Regions from separate parts of the Mus musculus genome. Here region 1 is linked to region 2. Evidence: chromatin contacts called from public HiChIP or PLAC-seq data. All regions are on one chromosome and are shown on one strand. Each heading gives the region's core, a stretch centred on a gene start, on an enhancer-like site or on the middle of the called end of the contact. The rest is flanking DNA. Distances are from core to core; before and after follow the strand shown.

The links. HiChIP or PLAC-seq counts read pairs in DNA pulled down with a chosen protein or histone mark.
Region 1: a contact with region 2 is called in an H3K27ac HiChIP or PLAC-seq map of embryonic stem cells, with 12 read pairs. The contact joins two enhancer-like sites. A contact is called at or near these places in 1 of 115 datasets of contacts at active chromatin or transcription factors (embryonic stem cells) and 3 of 9 other capture datasets (adipose tissue, liver and pancreatic islet).

Annotation. Positions count from the first base shown.
Region 1 is chr14:67,885,716-67,891,454 of GRCm38.p6, reverse strand. The region is part of intron 1 of Dock5 (dedicator of cytokinesis 5); the gene reads left to right. Among named protein-coding and RNA genes, the nearest start is that of Mir6539, 29 kb to the right of the region's middle. Within about 2 kb of position 3,209, at least 136 of the 459 cell types and tissues checked have an H3K27ac peak or open chromatin away from gene starts, as enhancers often do. A contact at or near this core is called in embryonic stem cells, where this site is marked.
Region 2 is chr14:67,756,500-67,762,180 of GRCm38.p6, reverse strand. It overlaps Dock5 (dedicator of cytokinesis 5), which reads left to right. Exons shown (of 52, transcript NM_177780.3): 49 at 2,982-3,150; 50 at 4,106-4,244; 51 at 4,973-5,073; 52 at 5,659-5,681. Among named protein-coding and RNA genes, the nearest start is that of Gm52126, 8.4 kb to the right of the region's middle. Within about 2 kb of position 1,765, at least 54 of the 459 cell types and tissues checked have an H3K27ac peak or open chromatin away from gene starts, as enhancers often do. A contact at or near this core is called in embryonic stem cells, where this site is marked.

The sequences.
Region 1 (5,739 bases), core at 1,960-4,459, 130 kb before region 2:
TTCTCACTGAGGGTCAGTCAGCTAGGGCTCTAGTGTCTGTAATGTCAAAGAAGCTGAGGTTCAGTTTTAGGATCCTCCCAGGCATGATCCTGGGACTGCAGGGCATCCCTTGCCCTTGGATGGGCCGTGGGGCTGCCAGTTCTGCTAGGAAGTACACTCAGATTAAAAGCTGCTACTGGAATGCTCACCCGTCCAGGTAGATAATGGAAATGAACAGATTTGGTAGCCTGGTTGAGGATCGTTGTTTTCCTCATTGAAATGACATTTGTCTTAGAGTCATTGTCCATATGGAGAAAAGTAGCCACCCACATCATTGACTGCCATTCACAGTGCTTCTCCTAGATTCTATTATCCTGGTTTCTAGCTTCTTATTCTCTTCCTCACTTATGCTTTCTGTTGGATGCAGCAAACTCAAAAGAATCTTAGATATGACTGATTTAAGCATAGATCGCTTAATCTTCATTTAACAAGAACCTATGTCAGGAACAATCATTTATTGTTTGTTTGTTTGTTTTGACAAGTCTTCACTAGGTAGACTAGCAGTGGCTAGTCTGACTCTTGTTTAGAGAGTCGGCTGGCCTTGAACTCAGGTCAGTCATCCTGCTCATGTCTCCTTAGAGCTGAGACTCCAGGCATATGTTAATGAGCCTGGTTTCTCCACTGCAGTCTTTGTGGTTTTTTGGTTTTTCGAGACAGGGTTTCTCTGTGTAGCCCTGGCTGTCCTGGAACTCACTTTGTAGACCAGGCTGGCCTCCAACTCAGAAATCCACCTGCCTCTGCCTCCCGAGTGCTGGGATTAAAGGCGTGCGCCACCACACCCGGCTCCCCTGCAGTCTTATGAGAGCGTTTGTGATTGGATGTTCTGGGCTTCTTTCTCTCTCGTGTGCCTAAAACTGTCTTAGTTAGAATCAGAGCCTCGCCCCTCTGTTTTCCTCTTATTTTGATTACCAAGAAGGAGTTGAGTGAAAAGGAACAGAAGGTCAGTGAGACAGACAGACAGACAGATAAACCAACGATCCTCAGATGGAGAGGTCTGATGAAGAGTGTTGCTGGCCGTTCTGACTCACACCGTGGCTCCTCCCTTGAGTCATTACAGAAATGCTTGGAAGAGATAGGAGGCAGAGAGAGAACTTAGATACTAAGACATCCCAGATCGAAGTGCCGCTTCTTCCGAGTAACACTTAGCTTCCTACAGTAAAATGCACCCCGCACCCCCATACCCATCAAATGCAGGCCACTGTCCAGCAACCCAGGAAGGACTTGGAAGATCACCTCATCCTCTGATTGCTCCAGTCCTTCTTGATTGGCAGTTTTCTTTCGGTGGCTGCTGACGTAGGTGAGCACTACAGCGTCCATCCTTAAGGATTTCGGGTGCTGTTGTACTCTAAGTAGGAAGCTGAGCAGGGAAAGGAAGAGGACAAAGGAGAGGGCAGGTGACTGCCCTGGAGTCAGTGCCTGCTAGGTGTTAGTCATAGTCCGAGGGCCGCCGCTCAGATTCCCCTTTCTGGGCTCTACAAACCGTATGAGTAATGGGCTGTGACCCTCTGTTCTTAGATGAGGAAGCTGTGGGGTGAAAAGTCCCTGTGTGTGTTCGTATCCCACGGACATTTTTGTTCTGTAATTTTGAATTGCTGTGTTTCAGCTCTCCTCTCATAAAAGATTAAACCTAATCTCATGTTAGTTTAGGTGAGGTAGGCTTTTAGTACCAGCTCTGGTAATCTATAGTTGGGCTAATCTCTATCAAGGTCAAGACAGTCCACCTATAAACTTATATAGGATCTTCAGATTAGAAACTTCTGGAATTTAGGTGGGGGAGAAGGCTCTGCTGTTCTAAGCACTGGCTGCTCTTCCAGAGGAACTGGGTTCAATTCCCCACGCCCACATGGCAGCTCACAACTGTCTATACTTCCAGTTCCAGGGCCTCTAACACTCTCACATAGGTATACGTGGAGGCGAAACACTGATGCACATAAAATAATAATAAAAACAACAAAAAAGAAGCTTCTGGAATAATAGCCAGTAAGTTTGTCGTGACAGCCACTGTTCTTCTGAGTGCTTGAGAAATGAGAAACCTGGAAGCTCCTGTTCCTCTTGGGCGAGGGCACTGTTGTTAAGAACTGCAGCAGGCATCTGATTGGAAGCCCCTGGCTCCGGCACGTCAGCGCAGGATGGGACATGGCTATCGCAGTGCACATAGGCCAGTTTGAAACCTGCTTGTTGGCGTGAAGTGATGGACTTTTTGTACTTCTTGGTAGGATGCCTGTTGTCGAATATCATTTTCTCGCCATTATTGTGATGTTATATCTCAGATTAAAAAAATTCCATTTGGCCTTTAAGAATATTAGTGCATTAAAGCCAGAATGAATGTCAAAGATAGTTGCGGCTCTTTATAGTCTTGATAAAACTAATGGCCAAACCCAGATAGATAAATATAATAATGAAAAACAACAACAACAACAAAACAAATGTAGTGGTACAGGCCTATCCTGCCTTGGGGACCGAGGTAGGAGACCTTGTCACATGCACACACATACAGAGAGAGAGAGACAGACAGACAGACGGATAGACAAGGTTCAAAATGGAGATGAATAAGTCCATTAATCACCTTAATATTCAGACTAGCGAAGGACTCAGCTTGGGACGGTATCCTTTGCTTGGCTGGACACTTCTGAAGATTCTATCTATAAAAAAAATTAAAGGTTCCAGTTGTTCCTTGGGGGACTATAATTTGGGAACTCGTGAAAGATCTCAATTCATTAGAAAGATTTATAGCTCGTGGCCAAAAACTTCTTCAAAACTGGTCCTATTTGCAGCTTCTAAAAGTGTTCTTTTGATTGCTTCTTATGCAATTTTCAATTTTCTTTCATCTTCAGACCCCCCCCCCCCTTGTATAAGCCTCGTTTCAAAGAAAAAGCTAAATCTAGGATTTGGTGGGATGCAGACTTATTTTACATTTGTAGACATACTGTCTTGTCTGTTTGGCTCTGCAAAAACTACACTTTCCTGGTATAAACAGTAAGCTGCTTAGGGAAGAATTCCAGCAATTTGTCTCTCCCAACCTTGTACAAAGCAGTCAGGGAAGCAATTTTTATGCAGCCGACTCCCTATTCTTGTTTAATTTCCTCAGACAAAACAAGAGCTTGCGGTGGTGCCTGCCAGTTCAAAGCAGCTCTTCTCTCTGGCCTGGATTGTCACTTCATGAATCAGGAAGCTGGAGCTAACGGCCCTTGAGTCATCCAGTCTGGTTCTTGTTTTATAGATGAGAAACTGAGGTCTAGATTAAGTTAAGTCCTTGAAAGGCATGCTGTTTGCAAATGAAAAAAGGGGAAGAAAAAAAGAGTCTCGAATTCTGCTCTGTTTAATTTAGGACATCCTAGCTTCGCTCTTTCCCTAGCTGTCCCTTTCACTTTCTGGGGATTTGTTGTTTTGTTTTGAGAAGGGCTCTCCTGTAACCAAGTCTGGCCTCAGCTTTCTGTGTAGGCAAGGGTGAACTGATTCTCCCGCCTGCCATCTCCTTCCCAGAGCTGGGATTATGGCATGTGCTGCCATGCCTGGTTTATGTTGGGCTGGGGGTTGAACCCAGGGCTCATGTGTAAGTGCTCTTTGCCACCCTTGCTACATCCCCAGCGTTTGTTCAACTCTCTCTCTCCCTCCCTCCCTCCCTCCCTCCTCCCTCCCTTCCTCCCTCCCTCCCTCCCTCCCTCTCTCCCTCCCCCCCTCCCTCCCTTCCTTTTAAAAATAATGGCTGGAGAGTTGGCTCAGTGGTAAAAGGCACTTCTCCTTATTATGAAAGACCCAGGTTTGATTCCCAGCCCCCACATGGAGGCTCACCACCTCCCCAAGCCCCAAGGACACATAATGCACATAATGTACAGGCATTGATATTTACAATAATTTAAAAAATTTCATTTTATGTGCATTGGTCGGTGTTTTGTCTGCATGCATGTCTGTGTGAGGGTGTTGGATCCCTTGGAATTGGAATTACAGACAATTGTGAACTGTCATGTGGGTGCTAGGAATTGAACCCAGGTCCTTTAGAAGAGCAGTCACTGCTCTTAACCACTGAGCTATCTCACCAGTCCTTTGTAACAATTCTTTGTAACAATTATTCACGGTCTAGAATGAAAACATTAGTTTCTCTCCTAGGTGCACTTATCCTGTGCTTAAAACAGTATCAGGCTAGCACAGGGTGATCACCAGCCATGGGTTTGTATGATAAAGGATGGCTTTAGAGCTAGCAATTCCATTTAGTGAGAGAAATCTTGGTTGTAGACTATTCCAGGGTACGCTGTTACTGTTACTGGCCATCATGGGCTGAGGTAACTGTACTGTCTCACCGAGAGCCTTGCTGCTGCCAGGCTGAATTTAGTGCTTAGTGCTTTCTTTCCTGTTGCATGCTGTGTGGTTTGGCAGAGTTGTGTAAGAGTAGCTGCAGGGGAAATCTGAGGTGTCCTCAGGTGAGGGAAGTGGAGGGCGGGGCTCTCAAGATCTGAGTTGGAAGGACCGGATTGTAAGTGACTGCAGTCTTGTTTACACTTTTACCCAGAGACATGAATGGGATAGAGCACAGGTGTTTTGGCCCATTTCTGAGGAACACTGCTGAAGAAATCTGTCCCCAGTAGGAATTATACATGTTTTTTTCTTGTGTGATCAAGTATCTGGGGGGTGACTTCTGATAACCTATCTATTCCTGTGCAATGGGAAACCACAGGTGCCGTTTTGGAAAGAAGCAGAAACATGGTTGCATTGGGGGAAGAAGGGCGAATGACTGGACTGTCTTGTGTGTTTTATAGAAGAGTTATAAATAATATTTACAAATACTTTTTTTTTGGAAAATGTGTGCATATTCAATGGAGTTTTTATTCGGCCATTAAAAAGTAAGAATGAAATTATGTATTTGCAGGGAGATGGATACAAGTGTAGAGCCTTGCATCAGCAGTCAGTCAGCCTGAGAATGACAGATGTTGTACTCTAAATGCATATGTGTATGTATGTATATACACACACATGCATGTATATGTAATGTGAAAGTAGAAAGAGTATTTGAAAGGAACAAGGGCACTAGGGATGGAGGAGTGGAGGTGGGAAGACAGGTTAATAGGATATTAAAAAAAAAAGACAAACTATATGCTTAAAATGTAGAATAAGGAGTGGAAAACATGGCTCAGATATTAGAATGCTGGCCGAGCATGCTCAAAGGCCCTAGGTTCAATCACATGGCATACACTGTACGTGGGTGGCAACAAGCCTGCTATCCCAGCCCTGGGAAGATGGAGACTGGGGATATAAAGATACAGAGCGTTAGGATATATAGATATAGATATATAGCGTTAGGAGGATAACATGGCATATGGTGATGCTTAAAATAAATCAATATGTAAACAAGTCAAGAGTTGTCATCTGTACCTTGGATTACTCTTTGGGTTATGTCTAAGTCTCTGTCTCATGAGTAGTTGGCTGAAGGCAGTCTAAAGACAGGTCCACATTCGGGAGGGCCTCACCTCCTCATTGTGGCCGGCAGATGCACAGGACTAGCTGGGATTGCTAACTGGGATTTCTGCAAGGGGAAAGCTGTGGTACTTCAGAGAAGAGAGATGTCATGCAGGGTGGAGAGGGGTGCTCAGGGGCTGTTTGTGGAGTCGAATTGTGGATGTGAGATTTGGATTGTTCTAACGAAGAGAGCGGCGGTGTTTAAGACAGGAGCTGAACATCAATTTTTAAGGAGATTATAAGTCTCTT
Region 2 (5,681 bases), core at 516-3,015:
CAGTGAGCTCGGATCCCCATCCTTGCCTGCAGTGCTGAGGTTACACTGGCTGGCCAGTGAGCCCGGATCCCCATCCTTGCCTGCAGTGCTGAGGTTACACTGGCTGGCCAGTGAGCCCGGATCCCCATCCTTGCCTGCAGTGCTGAGGTTACACTGGCTGGCCAGTGAGCCCGGATCCCCATCCTTGCCTGCAGTTCTGTGATTACACTGGCTGACCAGTGAGCCCGGATCCCCATCCTTGCCTGCAGTGCTGAGGTTTAGGTCCACACTGCTTGGCGCAGCTTTTTTTACATGGGTGCTGTAGATATGAACTCAAGTTCTCCTACTTGAACAGTATTTTTCTCACTACAGACATCTTTCCAGCCCCCCAAATCTCATCTTAATCCCTGACTCCTAACCACCAGGACCACCTCAGAACAGATGTGACGATTCCCCAGGGTAGCTCTTTCTAGGAAGTCAAGCGCCTCAATGCATGCTCTTCTCTGTGTTTATTCATATGGCTGTCCCCTAACGTGGCTCTTTAAAACAAGGGAAAACATTTAAGGGTCTGCTCTTCGGGGACGGAAAGATTAAAGTATGTTATTAAATTACAAAGTCGAAGTAAAGAAGTTTGTTTAGCAAATGAATTAATGAGTGAGTAGGAGATGCAAGATAAGTATGTAATTCAGATGGAAACTTTATCAACTGAAAAATACCCCAAGAAAATATTTAGTCATATGCAGTATTAGGTAGGTAGGTAGGTAGGTAGGTAGGTAGGTAGGTAGGTAGGTAGGTAGGTAGGCAGGCAGGCAGGCAGGCAGGCAGGCAGGCAGGCAGACAGACAGACAGACAGACAGACAGACAGGTAGGCAGACAGGCAAGCAAGTAGGCAATCGGGCAGACAGACAAACTGACAGATATTGCTGATATATGATAAAATGATAGAGAGTTGATAGATAGATGCTTAGGTAGAACCTTTTAGAAGGGAAGTTACCTTGAAATGAGATAAAGAACTTTCATACAATTGTTATGGCTAATGCCTACAATCCCAACACTCAAAAAGCTGAGACAGGAGGATGTCTCAAATTTCAGGACTACCTTCAGCTATTGTCTTATTCCCTATTCTATTGCTGTGAAAAGATACCTTGGCCAAGGCAAATCTTACAGTAGAAAGCCTTTAATTGAGGGCCTGTTTACAGTTTCAGAGGGTTAGTCCATTGTGGCAGGGTTGTGGGAGGAGCTTGGTGGCACTCACTGTGGGAACAGTAGCTGAGAATTCCATCCTGATCCACAGGAAGAAAGAGGGAGACCAGAGGCAGACTGGGCTGGGTGTGGGCTTTTAAAGCCTTCAAGCCCACTCCCAGTGCCACTCCTTGATGAATAAGCCATTTTTATGCAAACCACCACAACTGATAGAATGATACGCTGACTAACAGCAACAACAAAGCAGAGACCTCCAAAGAGGAACTTGGAGTCTTAAGGAACTCAGTGTGACCTCAAGCAGACCTCCCTAGAGTTTGTCCTGCCTGCAGTCCTCTAAGCCAGTGACAATACTTAATTCTGGACTGGCTGAAAGAGAGATCTAGCGTTTTTTAAAATCTTAAAGTGATCTACTCAGTGTACTATCTAATACAGGGAGTAACTCTTAATTGCATCCTAATTCAGTCAAGCCACCCATTTAAAAAATTGTAAGAAAATTGGGAAGTTAATTTGAAGATTGTTGCATGAGATTAGGGCATGATGGGGTTGTGGTTATGACCGCGTCTTGTAGAAATGCCCTCTGGAACTATGGTAGGTATGGCACCAGGCAGCCCCTCCCAAGTCATGTAGGGAAGGGTGAGGGCTGTAACTGGGTATGTAGACTAAACAAGACCTGCTCTAAGACGGTCATTTTTGATGATGTGGGACCTGAACATGCGCTTATTATATTATCCATTTTTTTTTTTGCATTGAAACTCAACAAAAACTTTGCCCAATCCAGTTCCAAACCCTTGGACTTGAGTGATCCTCCTGCCTCAGCTTACTAAGTTCCTGGGATATAAGACATAAGACATCATCCTCAGCTGCAGTTATTTTCATTTATGTAATAATAAGTGAAACCAAATTTTATACTTTTTGGATTTTCTTTTTTTCATTAATTATCCATTTATATCTTAAGTTTTTTAAAAATGAGGCTACTCTTTCTATTTTGACTGCCAAAAATGTCTGTCCTTACCTATAATATGCTTGTTACATATCCAACTCTCTCCTCTACGTGTAGTGTTTGATCATGATTCCTGATGGATTAGTTTTCATTATGGGACTTGGAAATCTACTGTTATACCTAGTGGACATTTTTCAAACATTTTGCAGATAACAAATCTAAGACATTGTGCCCAGATTGCCCACTCTTTTACTCTATGGGTTCTGTCCTTATCTCGTCCCTGGGAAGAATAAATACTGGTGGGACCTGAGGAGATGGTTTCCTCAGTAAAGCACCTACTACACAGACGTGAGGACCTGGATTTGGATTCATAGCACCCACATCAAGGCCAGATGGGACAGCACACATATAGAACCCCAGTGCTAGAGTTGAATGGTGATATGCAGATTCTGATAGCTCATTGGCCAGCCAGGCCAGCCAATCAGTGAGCTCTTGATTCCATAAGGATCTCGGTCTTGACAAATAAGGTGGAAAGAGGAAGACACTCCATGTTGACCTCTGACCTTCACATGCATGCTTTCATGCCTGCATGTGGCATGTACACACATGCACACATCCACAGGAGAACAAATATATAACACACGGGAGAGGGTAAATATTCACTAATATTTTCTCTCTTTCAGATGATAGTCTCATTTCTGGACATTTTACCCTGAGTTGTTTGTTTGGTTGTTAAGACTCTGGGAACCTGAGAAGTTGGGTGAAGATGGAGTTGAGGGTCTTGCTGGTGCTTTGGAGTGAAGGCTTATCATTCTGGGATTAATGTTTTGTGACTTTTGTCCTCCTTCCCGGCTGACAGGTCCATCCTGGAACCCCTGTTTGAACGCAGAGCTTCATCGGGTGCCAGAGTTGAAGATCTGCCACCCAAAGAAGACAGTGAGAACCGGATTAGCAAGTTCAAGAGGAAAGACTGGAATCTGAGCAAATCACAAGTCATTGCAGAGAAGGCTCCAGAACCTGATGTGATGGTAAAGGGAGGAGGGCAGGGAGGGAGGGGGGCAGGGAGGGAGGGAGGGAGGGAGGGAGGGAGGGAAAGAAGGAAGGAAGGAACAAGAGCAAGCAAAATCTGCCTCTCAGCCGACACCTGTTCATTGACTGCACAGCAGTGAATTACAGATAAAAGCCTGGCTGCAGCTAGCTAGTCTCAGGACACCGCAGCCTGTGCTGGTGTCAAAGCACAGATGGCAGGAAGAAACGCATAGACAGAGAGGCTCAAGTCTCCAAGTCAATGTTGGCACAAGATCTCATCCCCCACGGTGTAAACACGTGGGTTGCACTTGGAACTGTGGCTCTTGCCACTGTGTTTCATGAGTCAGTGCCAACATTTTCATTCCACTTTTGAACTTTAAACCAGCCACGTTTTCCTCTTCCATAAGCCATGTCAAGTTGTTAAGTGTTTGTGACATCCAACTTTTGCTGAGAGTCCAGGTAGTTTCTTTCCAACTTAGATGGCTCAGTGTATGTGGTCAGGATCAAGCCAGTGGCCAGATCAGAAGTTACCTGTATCTTGGAGTCATTCCCAGCAGGTACCTCTGCCCAGTGCCTGCTGGGTAACGATGCAGTAATCTTAAAAGTGACAATTGGAGAGGGGAGCATGGATGGGTCAGTAGGCAAAGCACTTGCCACAGCTAGTGTGAGCATTGGGTGGACGTCACAGCTTACATGCAATTTCAGTGCATGGCTAAACTAGCTAAACCACTGAGCGGTGTGCTCAGCTATATAGTGGAGAAGACTAGAGGCAGATAACTCAGGCAAGCTGGCCCTCGCATGTGTGTGCACCCGCACACACTTGAGAACAGAAAGAAGAAAGGCCATTGGAATTAAGCCCTTCTGTTAACTTCTGTCCAGCATTTAAGGTATTACTAAGGTCAGGCAGGTCCACCGTGAAGGTTTAATGTTTTTGGTTTCTCCCTTCGTCTTCAGAGCCCAGGCAAAAAAACACAAAGGCCAAAGAGTCTCCAGTTGGTGGACAGCCGGCTGACACCATTCCACAGTCCCTCGCCTCTGCAGTCTACAGCCTTGAGCCCACCCCCACTCACTCCCAAAGCCACGAGAACCCTAAGTGAGTTTTTCCAGGTCTCCTAGATTCGTTTCACTAGGAAATAGAGAATGGTTACGAATCCTGGCACTTCTTAATTAAACCAGCCACAAATGGCATGAGGCTGTTTCAGAGGTGGTTCTGTCCAGTGGCCATTGGAATCATCAAGGACTGGAGTTTGGGGCTGCACTTATTTTGGTAGCAATCCTAAGGGTCTGCCTGACCCTTTTCCACCACAAGTCACATACAAAGTTACCACTGAGTATTAGACCTGTTCAGGGCTATAAATAGACCCAACCAATATACTTCTGTCAGCCTGAGACCAGCCATGTGCAGCACTTGGGACAAACTCAAGGGTTCCCATAGCACAGAGGCATAGGGAAGACACATCTGCCAGTCCCAAATCGGGACAATGGTCAAGAGTTAGGTACAGCCAAGTGGAGGTTCCTGCAGAGCGTGTGTATTTCCATAAACACTTGGGGTTCATCAGAGAGTAGTTTAAAAATATTCTCATCTTCCACTTAAGAGTAAAGACTGGAGTTTACGCATCAGAATTCCATGTGAAGCTTTCTGGCGAATTAAAGAACACTTGTGTTCATGTGGGTACAAGATCCTCTCCATTCTTTCCATAGACACCTCAGAAGTGGCCACAGCAATGAGTATAAGACTGATATACGTGCCCTGGTGGCAAGCATTATATTTATGAGGTATCTGAGTACGTCCTCATTCTGTCTCTTTTGTATCATGCCCAGGCTCCCCATCTTTGCAGACAGATGGGCTGACGGCTTCTGTCCCTCCTCCACCTCCCCCCAAAAGCAAACCGTATGAGAGCAGTCAGAGGAACTCGGCTGAGGTAGGAAACTGCAGGTTGCTGGCGGTGTGACCACCAAGCACCACCCCTGGGAAGACAACACTGGCCTGTCCACGCTGTGAAGAGGGGAGGGTTCCCCCCTACATGTGGCACTATAAAGTCAGTGCCTGGTTTGCTTCAGAAGCCTCGGGAGATGGGAATGGAAATATGCCAGCGGCCTGCTTCAGATAGATAGGCGAAGGAGCATGTTCTCTGCTTCCCACACTGGTGGTGCACGAGTGGGTTCACGTTCACACCGAAGCCTGACTTCGCTGCAGTAGACTCAGATGGGCTTCATTCCTCCTTTCACTCAATATTTACTAAGTGCTTCTTAAAGTATATGCTAGCTACCCAGACATTGGTGATGCAGCCGTGGTGTGTGTGTGTGTGTGTGTGTGTGTGTGTGTGTGTGTGTGTGTTCATTCAGCTCCAGGGAAGAGAACAAATGAGTATCGTCCCCTTTTTGTCTTGTACAGATGGTATAAATACATGCACATCAAACTTGACAATGACACAGATGCATGGAATGGGAGGGTGACTTAGAAGTAACAAAGGGACTGTCTCTAACTCCATGTGTCTTCTTTCCAGATTGCTCCCCCACTGCCTGTCCG